Regions from separate parts of the Gossypium hirsutum genome. Here region 1 is linked to region 2. The links are chromatin contacts, called in public Hi-C maps. All regions are on one chromosome and are shown on one strand. Each heading gives the region's core, a stretch centred on a gene start, on an enhancer-like site or on the middle of the called end of the contact. The rest is flanking DNA. Distances are from core to core; before and after follow the strand shown. Region 1 holds the start of LOC107895077. Region 2 holds the start of LOC107895083 (acetylglutamate kinase, chloroplastic).

Region 1 (5,810 bases), core at 575-3,074, 130 kb after region 2:
CCCCAATTGGACTTGATAGGTGAAATATTAGTCTTTCAATCGGTTTGTTCAGTTCCGATTAGACTAAGGACATGTTTAGGTTTATCTACTAATACAAGTTGTCTTTCTATATTACAATCTGACCACGTAATATCACTAAATATTAATTAAACAATAGAAAACCAATGAGTAACATTTACTTCCATTTTACTTTGCATACAAAAACCATTTGAGGACAATATACAAAGTATTAATGTAATTCATGAATAATTTTATTAACTAATTTGTTCAGAAATTTACAAGTGTACTTTGACGAAAATACTACACTTAGGACACCAGATCCAACATGGACATCTGGTCGAGCCATGTCAGTTGTCCCATTAGGTTTGTACCAAAAAATGGGCTTGGGTAATTAATTTATCATTTTTCAAAAATATTAATGATTAATCTACCACTTTTCGTAAATATTAGTGACTAATTTCACACCATTGAAAGTTAAGTAAATGCTGGTATCCTTTTCCCTTGCTTTTTTCCTCCTTCAACATGAAACCATCTCCTCATCTCTCTTCGTGGTTTCAGCCATGCTAAAAAATGATAGTAAAGATAAAATAATACAACCACTGTCTTTGCTTTCTATCTAGCCAACAATAGGGCTAATTGCCAAACCAGCCGTCGTCATTCCTTCCTCTACCCTCTTGCTTTTTTTTCCCTTCAACTGAAAAGAATCTCCTCCTCTCTTTTCATGGTTCCTACGATGGGCACATCTGTTTGCTTTTGTTGGATCTTGCTCGACAGAATGAGAGGATCCTTGGCCAAAAACCTTTGTGAGAGAAGTTAGCTGAGGCCTTTTTGGCTTCTTTCCTTACCAACGATGATTTTGTTTGGTTCCATTTCTCTACCATTTTAGCGTTTGCAACTCCTTAGTCGATGTTACTTATATTTTTCTTTCTTTTTTATTTTCCAGGTTAGTGTTCCTTGCTTGCTAGCTATTAGGATCGTCCCGAATAAGCAACGAACAAGTAAAAATAGTAGAAGAAATTGAGAAGATGAACACACAAATTTAACGTGGAAAAACCCCTCAAAAGAGGATAAAAAACCACGGGCAAAGATAATTTTACTATAATGGCAAAAGAATGAAGAGTACAAAAGATGGAGATAAAAACTAAACCCCAAAAACCCGATAAAACAAAGAACCCTCAAACGTAAACACAAAATTCTCTGAATGTGTTATGAGTTCTAATCTAATGGGTGTCTATTAATTCTAAGATTGTAAAGGAGCCTATTTATAGGCTAAATTAGTAAGTCAAATAAACTATACTAATAAATGCTAAATATATTATACTAATAAATACTAAATCTTCTAGAAAGAAAATATATTTTTGTTTAACTTGACTTGCAAGCAATCTCTTAGAATTTGGGTCACACAATTCTAACACTAGCCTTTGTTATTTTTTGGGGGGCATGGATGGGGTCGCCACCGTTTAAGTTCCCAGTTGGTCGAAGCTTGATAGTCCTTGGCTTTCGTCACACAAACTCTATTTTTGTTAGTGGTTGGGGCCATTTTTATGGCTAATGGGTCTCTTCCGTCGCTGCTCATGATTGGCTTTAACGGTGGTCGATAACTTCCTTTTTTCAGTTTGGCCGAGGCGTGGTCTTTGCCGAAGGCATTCATGCTGACAACCGGTGCAGCCCCCTTGCATCTCTACTTCCCCAACATCCTTTGGCACTTCCTTTCCCTCCTATTCTGATGATAGCAAGGGTCAAATAGTTGAATATCGTGGGGAGCTGGGCTTGTTTGGACCTTGTTTCTATTATTACATCTTTTGAGCTGTTTTGAGACGTTTCTACTATTGGGCTTTTTTGGGCCCTTGTTGTTCTTGATCCCATTTTTTCGATGGATGCCGTAAGTTGAAAAGAAAAAAGAAAAAGGAGGAAGGAAAAACAAGCTGTACTTATCTGAGAGGCATTGCGGCAGATTACCCAGAAAACAAAAGGAGAATCAAACGAAGACGAAGTAAAAAGAAGGAAATCTGAGCAAAAATTCCAAGAAATAACGAAAGTAATAGTTGTACTGCATAAGGCTCTGAAATGGGGGATAACAAGGAATTGACGCCGTCAAAGTATGACATGAACGCAAAATGGGACGCCTGCATCGATCTCACTCTCCGCCGCTTCGTTTATTCATCCTTGGCTGGCGCTTTTGGTGGCCTCCTTTTCTTCAGTTTGTTCTCTTTCCCTAATTTCTTTATTTCTTTCTCCTTTTTAAGATATGTTGTTTTCGATTTGCCCCATTGCAGATTAGCCTAAATGGTTCTACAAATTTTGTATTCTCATATCCACTTTTTATCTTTCATCTAGTTGTTTCTATGTTGTTCTGCACTCGGTAGCGTTCGCTCTTCCAGTTATATATGCGCCTGCTCTACATTCATAGCTGTAGATGTTAATGTAAATATGATGTATATACATGTCCAAAATATGTAGGGATTTAAATTGCTGTCGTGGATACTTTTTTGGATGTGTTGTGTTTATTGGTTGCGAGTGCGAGGTATGTTACTACAATCAGTTGCAGCAAATATCTACAGTGAATACTGGTGGCAAAGAGAGCCACAAATGCAAATTGCAGCCATAATATCGTGCTATGGCTGCTATTTACATTTTTGTTGTGCACTTTACCATCCATTTAAGTGGCAACGTTTGAGACCAAGTGGCTTCCTTAAGGAGAACCTTGCATCCCTGCATGTTGGTTTTGATTCACCTTATATTCCAACACCAGAAGTAGCTCCTTTTTGCCTTTGTTGTAAATTGCCTAGAAATGACGAGGAACTTGATTAAGGCTCTGCTTTGTGGGGAGAGTGGAAAGGAACTGTTTATGATTTATGACTCATAGCCACCTTCAATCATCAATGCTACCTGGAAAAGCCTAAACGGTTGAAGTGATTATGCATTTTAACTTTTTACTAGATGTTAATCTAAGCCGTGGACAAAGTAAACTGAGTTCTTCCATTTTGAATTGCTTCAGTTTTCTTCTAGTACTTGTATTTCCAGGCATTGTCGCTATCATGCCTTTCCGTTTTTATGCTTTCTGCTTTGCATGTCTTCCTTAATCCTTCCTTGAGTTAATAACTTTGATTTGTCCTGTCAGGGAGTCCAGTGACTCGATGGGCATCTGTAGCTTTTGGTGCTGGGATTGCGATTGGATCCGCATACACTGATTGTTCTTGTCTTTTTGGTGGATATTCTCCAAAGTTGGCTCCTCCGAAGCTTGATGATGCTCCTGCACCCAAGGTTGAACTAATGTTTTATTGAACTATGGGTTTAATCTTCTGGACTCTTCCTTTTTCTAGGTTGCACATTCATGTTCTAATTGTTTAGTGTAATCCTTTGTCCACTACAAATGTTAAAATTTTCTTCAACTTATCAACAGTCATCTCAAGGTGTTAAATGAGAGGATATGCATCAGCACTGGTGGGGTCATTCTGGGTTAGGTTATGAATGCCCGCTAATCGATTTTGTGATCGTCAACTTCAATGCTCACACTCAACCAACTTTATTAGAGCCATCTAAGAGTAATCAATCTGAATTAAAAAAATGGTGATGATGAGTGAACCTTTTTCGTAGGTTAATTTCTTCTAACAATGACTAGAATTAGATGTATGTATATATAAAAATCTGAAATATTGTGGAAAGTGAAACTGTGATGCTGATGAATCAAATATGGGCATTGGCATATATTTCAATTACTGAGCTGAAACAACTTTCATTGAGCTTTTCTTGAATAATTGCTTAAAATGTCATAAACCATCAGGTTATTAATTGTTTCTCACCTAGAGTACGCCCTACTCGTAGGCCCTTGACCTTTGAGTAGCCCTGTTAAAATAAAATATAACGACCTATAGGTTGAAAATTGAAGGGGGTGTTCAGGTTTTTATGGAGTACTCCACCCCAAGCCCATCTATGCAAAAACATAGGCATCAGATCAACTTATATTTGAATAGGGACCGGAGGTCTCTAGTATAAATTATTGCTTAACTTTTATGAAAGGCATTTTGATGGGAAAGTTGTGTGTAAAAATCTGCTGCTGCAAGGGGAAAAAATATTTTTTGCCAGTGCCCAAGCATAGCCAATTTCTCAGGTGAAAATGTCTCGTTGGTTATTGGCCCCAGTGTAGTGGATTATCTTTGCATAGAGCCTTGGCAGTTTAGGGCAACTATTCTTGTCCAGAGTAGATGTTGTTGTTGATTTTCCTGACACTTTTACAGTCTGGTCTATTAAGTTCTAACTTTATCAAAAATCTGCATAGCAAGGATGCTTCTAGATTTTAGTTTATTTCAATATTATTCTGCATATTATATGTTTCAAGAATCTCTATAAGAAAGTTAATTTACTTCTCTTTTCTTTTTCCAGGAGCAAGTGGAGTGAGTTGATGTTGTTGAAGTTCCTCTAAGATTATATGTTGGTGGGTAAACAATTAACTTGTTGCACCAATTGTTTGTTATGGATCACATTATCTTTTATCATGTAATTCTATCAAATGAGTAAACACAATTTGAAGCGGAAAAATAAAAACAAATACTTCTGTTGAAGTCTTGCATTTTGTGAGATTATTGTTGAGAGTTGGACTTGATTTATCTGCTGTGTGTTGATATCTAGAGTTCTTTTTCAGCTGCCTCATGTCATAGAAAAATTAAGGATGCATGTGTAGGTCATATTTTGTCCCTATCTTTTCTTTATTTCTTCTCCTGCCCTAGTTGAACTCTCTGCCCTAGAAGCTAGCTTTTGAGATTGGGTTGGAGCTTCTTTAGCTTGGTATCATAACTAAGTTCCTTGCCCGTTTCGTTATTTTGCTTGTTGTACCATGTTTCACGAAGTATTGAACTATTTACTTTACAACCTAGCTTTTGAACTTAGGTTTGAGTTGCTTAAACCAGAGTGAGGATGGTGGACGGTGCAATTAGCCATCCAGAAACCACACTGCACAAACAAATTATTGTTCCACCTTTCCATTTTTTGTCATCTTAAATCCTCACATAACCTTGGAGCTTACTGCAACTATGTCCAAAATAGAACGAGTTTAGCCTCAGCACCTGAATTATGTAAAAAATTTAGGATGAACTGTGCTTACATTTCTTCAGGTTATTTTGGAGGTATTTTTTAATAATTTAATAATTTTACAAGAATGGCTCATTTTCTGATATAACTTCCAAGGAAGTTGGATTGCTTTAGACACGTAGCAACAGTTAATAGATAGATTGAATGAGAGTGAGATGGTAAATATCAAGCATTTCCTTAATTTTAGAGCAACAAAGTCTACGTTTTCGTTGTTATTGAAGTTGAAAAAGACTCAACGATTTCAACATAATTGATTTCTGACCAACTTCATCCTCCTACTAATCTTCGGTAAAATACTCAAATGGCACAATGTTTAATGCATTAAAAATTACCATTTAAATTTCATACATGAATCATGATATTCAGTCTGACAATTTTAACTCTTCATCTATCTTTATTCCCAGCATAAATTTAGAACTATGAATTTCGATGAATGTAAAATGTGGTGTTAATTACACATGAATACTTAATTTTGATTTAATTGTATATATTTTTAAAAAATAAGATATTAAATTATTTTTATGTTGGGTGAATATAATTATTTATATATACAATCAGTAAATGTAAAATTGTATTACTTTTATAATTGTGTTAATTGTTTGTAGAAATTTAATCAAAATTAAAATATCAATGTATACCATTGCACCAAATCAAAATTCTTAAAATTTATTTAAAATATAAAAAAATATAAAAAATCAAAAAATTCTTAAAAATTTCCAAAA
Region 2 (5,868 bases), core at 778-3,277:
GACTTCAAAAAAAATAAAAAGTATACTCATATCACACACATACAATACTCAAGCCAAATTTAGGTAACAGAGCTCCATAGGAAGAATGTGTGGAGTTTCTTAATCTATCATACAAACAGGGGCAACTGAAGCAACTTGAAATTCCAATAAACCAAATACATAGAGCAACTAAAACATCAAGTTCCAATGAAGCAAACATCCATATACGCAAGAAAAAGCATAGCCAACAAAAGAGGGAGGATCCATATAAAACTTCATGCAAACTGAAAAAACAAAAGATAAAATTTACAATGAAAGCGCATAAAGAGAGGACTGTGAAAGAGTTAATAGCCAAAAAGTTAAGAGAAAGTGATTCAAGGCAGAAAAATTGAAACTCGAAGCTACTGCCTCAGTCAGTATCATACATCTACAGCTTAATTGAAATTGATTTCAGCTTCCATTATTACCCATCTTATTCTTGCCATAAGGGATTGAAGCAGAAAAACGCTTAAACCAGAGTCAGCAAATTTCAACATCTCTCCTTTGATTTTATTAAACTATTGAGCCCGAAAAGAAACATTGTTCAGGAACTGATAACAAAAAGCATTGAAGTTTGTCGCAATGCATTCATAACTGCAATAAATAGAAGAGTTACAATATTAAAACTAACAAAAAGGAAGAGTAGGCTATAGTTTAACCGGTGATCATTGTGCCAGCGCCCTCATCGGTCATAATCTCATGAAGCAACGAGTGCTCAACACGACCGTCAATAATGCTAGCAGTGGTGACGCCTTGATCAAGCGATCGAATACAACAATTCACTTTGGGAATCATCCCACCACCTACCTTCCCTTCCTCAATCATTTTCTTCACTCCCTTTATATCAATCTCTTTCACCAAGCTTCCAGGGTCCTCTCGGTTTCTCAGAATCCCTGCGACGTCGGTCAACAGAATCAGTTTCTCTGCCCCCAATGCCGCCGCCACCTCACCGGCTACCGTGTCTGCATTGATGTTGTAAGGCTGACCATACTCATCCGCCGCCACTGAAGCAATCACCGGGATGCTTCCGTTGTCCACGATCGTTTGGAGGACTGTGGGGTCCACTCTCGCAACTTCTCCCACAAACCCCAACTGTGCAGCGTTTGGGCTGGGCCGGGCAACTAAAAGGCGGCCGTCCATGCCAGAAAGGCCCACAGCGGTGGCTCCAGCGTAATTGATACGAGAAACCAGGTCTTTGTTAACTTTTCCAACAAGGACCATAGAAACAACTTCCATGGTCCTGGCGTCGGTTACACGGAGCCCATCGCGGAACTGAGCGGGGATATTGAGCTGATTGAGAAGGACGTTGATTTCAGGACCACCGCCATGGACGAGGACGGGACGGAGGCCAACGCAGGAGAGGAGGACGAGGTCCCTGACAACAGAGGCCTTGAGCTCCGCAGATTTCATGGCGGCGCCTCCGTATTTGACGACAATGGTTTTTCCCCTAAATTTCTGAATGTAGGGGAGTGATTCAGAGAGGATTCGGACTCGAAGTTGAAGATCGGAATTGGTGAGAGAGGGAAGAGGAGGATCATTGAGGGCGGTGGAGGAGGGTGAAGAAGCTCTAATGGAAAGACGAAGGCGACGAGAATTGGGGGTTAATGGGGGTTTGGAGAATCTGAAGTTGAGGTTTAGGGTTTCTGCTTTTGATTTTGTCATTGTTAGGGAGAGAAATGAAAGGGGGTCCTGTGAAGAGCAAAAATGGAGAGATTTGCCGGTGGCTGTTGCGCCCATTTTTCTATCTTCCTTTCCTCTTCGCTTTGGCTCTGGCTTAGGAGGAGCTAATGGTGCACCCACTCAGGAGTGTAAGCAAATCATTACATTCTATTGTCAAAAGAATTTATAATAATTAAAAAGATAAAATAAGAAACTAAAATGAAATTTTATTAAAATCCAACAATTAAAATTAGTATATATAACGATAAATTAGCAAAATCAAACAGTGTGACATTATCCTTCATCCTTATTATTATATAAAAAAAATGATAAAATGTATGTAAAAACAGGATAATATCATTTTTTGGACGAAAGACTTCAATGATAACCTTATTTTCGATCTCAACCATATTGACACAATTATCATACTTAACCATTTTGTCCTTTTCTTTCTTATCAAACAATTAAAAACGTCACATTAATTATACAAGTAATATTTAAATTATTATCAGAAAATATTGTTAAAGAATCTGAAAAACAGATTTAATATAAAATTTAATAAATGTCAAATAATCAAGAACAAGATTATATATAGAAGTGTACTTGAATCTATTATTGAAAATTACCCATAAAATTTTGATCTTTCAAGAAAATAATTTTTTTTTCTTATAGTATATCTCTTGGATGGGGATGAATAAGATATGTGAGATAACTCTATTTCTTGGAAACCACTATCTCTTTAAATAATTGATTATTAAATTAGTTTTGAGTATTTATAATTTGACCCCTCATCAAGTTAAATACAATTTTCAACTTATGATATCTACACATTATTTTCATGACACTTTGATACCTATGACACTTATAACATAATTGGTTACTTAATTTTGATCATATTTTATAATAGCATTATACATTATACATATGTGCCCATAATTGGGGATTTTAATCCAACAATCTCCCACTTGAGCAACATATGTTTCCTGATAAATGTACAACTTTATGGGCTCAAAATTTGCTATAATATAACAGGTATTCTATAATAGTCTTGTCCATCAACTATATCCATATAGAATTGAATCAGTCTTTGTCATATTAATCATGACTAAACTCATCAATAGTCATATATACAAATATAGTCAAATGACATGGATCAATCATAGATGTGTAGCATGGAATTTACATGCAATATAAACCAAAACATGCCTATTTCCATCTGGTCCTCCTTAAACTTAAGCGTGGTCAGTATTAAACAGAGTGAATAAACTAAATACTTTATTTCTGATTAGAAAATAACCAAATACATAAATGTCTGAAAACAAACATAAAGCAAATAAAACACAAACTCTCACTAAACCATGATGCCCTCAAATAATATAACATGTTAGGGAATGTGCCTGTCTTGTAGTAAACATGTAACTGTTTTCTATTTATTTGAACGATGAATAAATAAATAAAGTTAATTTTACATTCCACTATTATGTCTTTTGTATTTTCCGTCTTTTATACTTTGCATTCATTGCGAAATTGTGACAAGTAAATATTAGCTCATTGATTGTTTAAAGTTCAAATTGAAGATAAGTGACACTGTAAATAACGTTTACATTGCGAGAAAGACAACTTACTTCAGTAGATAATCTAAATGAGTCTGTAATCCCGTAAAAGAATCAAAGTGAGTATTTGATTCAAACACTGAGAAGGATTATTATATCGTCTACAATTCCAATTGGGGAGATGACTAGTCTTGGCTATCGGAACTGTTGACTCCACGAGTAGAGACATAGATGTATTCATTGGTAGAATTGTACATTGGATTGGACTCAAGATGAATTAATTCTGAATCCGTTTGTGAATTAACTCACTTGTGACATTCATGGTGTGATTTACCTAAATCCTGAGTTAGTCACTGACTATGCATATGCAACTCATGTGCTTTAATATAAATAGAGGCTTATGCTCTAAAGATGATCGAGCCCATAGTCAGTATGTTGGGTACATGATTTGTGTATGGCATGGCTTTACTAGAAACAGTGGAATTTATAACTCAATTAAAGAGTTAATGATATCTTCTTATTGACATTGTTTGGATTGATAAATATGGAATATGGCCACGGGTCACTAGTTCTCGAACGAGCAATTTATCATAGTCATTTGTTAACAGTGATTATATTAATCATTAAGAAGACACAATGGTGACAGTGAGATAAAATAGGATTGTATTGAGTGAACGGATTTAACTCAAAGGAATCAAGGATATCATATGAGGGTAACACACATATGACGAGGTCATTGGATAAAGCAGTTGGATAAACTGCTTTCACAAACAGTATACAATAAGGAGTTTTCAACCATGGTACTTCTTGTGGACTAACTCCATGATTAATTAATTGCGAATTATCGGAACGATGCTTCTGGACATAATTTCAATCACTAGAGCATAATTGTATATGTCTGATTGGTCCCTCCGCTAGCTCAACAAAGCCTCGATCGAACTGCATTTGAATCAGAAGTAAATTCTACGACTTTGGGAATAATTTAATTGAGTTAATTTATTCGATATGAAAATAAATTAGGTGGTCGTAAGAATTGTTCAACTAGAGAATTTGATTAAAAAATTATCTTAAAAAATTAATTTGGAAAATCTAAGTGATTTTTGAATAAATTAAATTAAAATTAATTTGATATTTTTAAAAATTAATTTTCAAGTCAAACAATTGGACCAATGGGTTATTGAACTTGAAAATTAGACCTAAGATCGTAAATCCCGGGAGCCCAAAATCGAGACCAAGACTGTAACATCCTAATTTTGGGCCTAGTTGAAATAGTGGTTTCGAGACCACAAATCTGAAGTAGAAATAATCATTTTATGAATTTTTTGAGGTCTATGATATGTTTGGATGATTGTACGAAAGTTTCGTTAAGAAATTTTGTGGATAAAGTGTCCAATTTAATTTTTAGGACTAAATTGCAAAAGTTGCAAAATATGTGATTCTAGAAGCTTTAAGCATGAAATGGCTATAGGTTATTAATTAGAGGTTCTTAAATAGAAATTTGACCAATTTCTATTTTTATGGACAAAAATAAGCATGAATAAGTAAAATTTGAAAGTTTAGTAAAAAGGGCATTTTGGTCATTTGGTTCATAAAAGAATAAAAAGGGAAAATTAAGTCAAAATTTGCTCATCTTCTACATGCCATAGCTGAAATTCCCAAGGTCACCATAGCTAGGGTTTCTTCAACTTTCAAACTTGATTGTAAGTGTAATCTAGCCCCGTTTTTAATTTGTTTTACATTTTTTGAGTTGTTATCAACCGATTTAGCCATTTCTACCATTTATTTGAGCTAGGGTTGATGTCTAGGGTTTGATCCATGTGTAACATGCATGTATTTTGATGTTTCATGGTAGATTATGAAAGTTTGATGTGTGATAAACAACTTTTACTAAGTCATTTTTCAAGAAAACACCTAAAAAGGACCTATTTGTAAAAGTTGTAAAATGTGTAGTAAAAATCTAATTTGATGAAAAATGTGGGCTGATATGAGCATGTGTGTGGATTGACTAAGCTTGAGTAATAAAGAAATTGAATGCATTTCATTTTACGAGCCTAAGGACTAATTTGTAAGTATGTAAAAGTTTTGGGGCAAAACTATAATTTTTTTGAAGTACGATTTTTGGACTGCTTTGCACATTGTGATAATTAAATGAGCTAAATTTTCTATTATAGATCGAGAAAAACGGAGTCCGGACCTAGACTGGGGAAAGAACAAAGTTGTGGACTAAATCGAATTAGTTAGCCATATATTGTACCGAGGTAAGTTCGTGTGTAAGTAATGCAACTTATATTATGTATTTAATATTTTGTTATTTCATAACTTGTATAATTATCATTATGGATTCGTTCGACAAAGATTCGATACGGCGAAATTCCCAGTTGAACCTTAGGAATAGTTAGAATACAAATGTCATGACATTAGGGTTATGAGTTTACATGTAAGACCATATCTGGGATATGGCATCGTTATGAGATTTTGTGTAAGACCATGTTTGGGACATGGCATAGATATGAGAATCGAGTAAGACCATAGTTGGGCTATTGGCATCGATGTAAGGTCCCATATAAGACCATATTTGGGATATGGCATTGGTACGATTCTCTGTGTATGTAATTCCCGAGTATCCTTTAGTATTCCA

What was found. A called contact is a pair of places that touch in the nucleus more often than the background predicts.
Region 1: a Hi-C map of leaf shows a contact between it and region 2, with 2.2 times the contacts expected there. The contact joins the promoter of LOC107895077 here to the promoter of LOC107895083 in region 2. A contact is called at or near these places in 6 of 34 Hi-C or Micro-C datasets (hypocotyl and leaf).

Annotation. Positions count from the first base shown.
Region 1 is chrA13:85,557,963-85,563,772 of Gossypium_hirsutum_v2.1, forward strand. LOC107895077 reads left to right here and starts at 1,825. Exons shown (of 3, transcript XM_016820289.2): 1 at 1,825-2,200; 2 at 3,122-3,264; 3 at 4,384-4,562. The coding sequence starts at 2,068. The coding sequence ends at 4,398.
Region 2 is chrA13:85,425,751-85,431,618 of Gossypium_hirsutum_v2.1, forward strand. It overlaps LOC107895083 (acetylglutamate kinase, chloroplastic), which reads right to left and starts at 2,028. Exons shown (of 1, transcript XM_016820298.2): 1 at 507-2,028. The coding sequence starts at 1,755. The coding sequence ends at 673.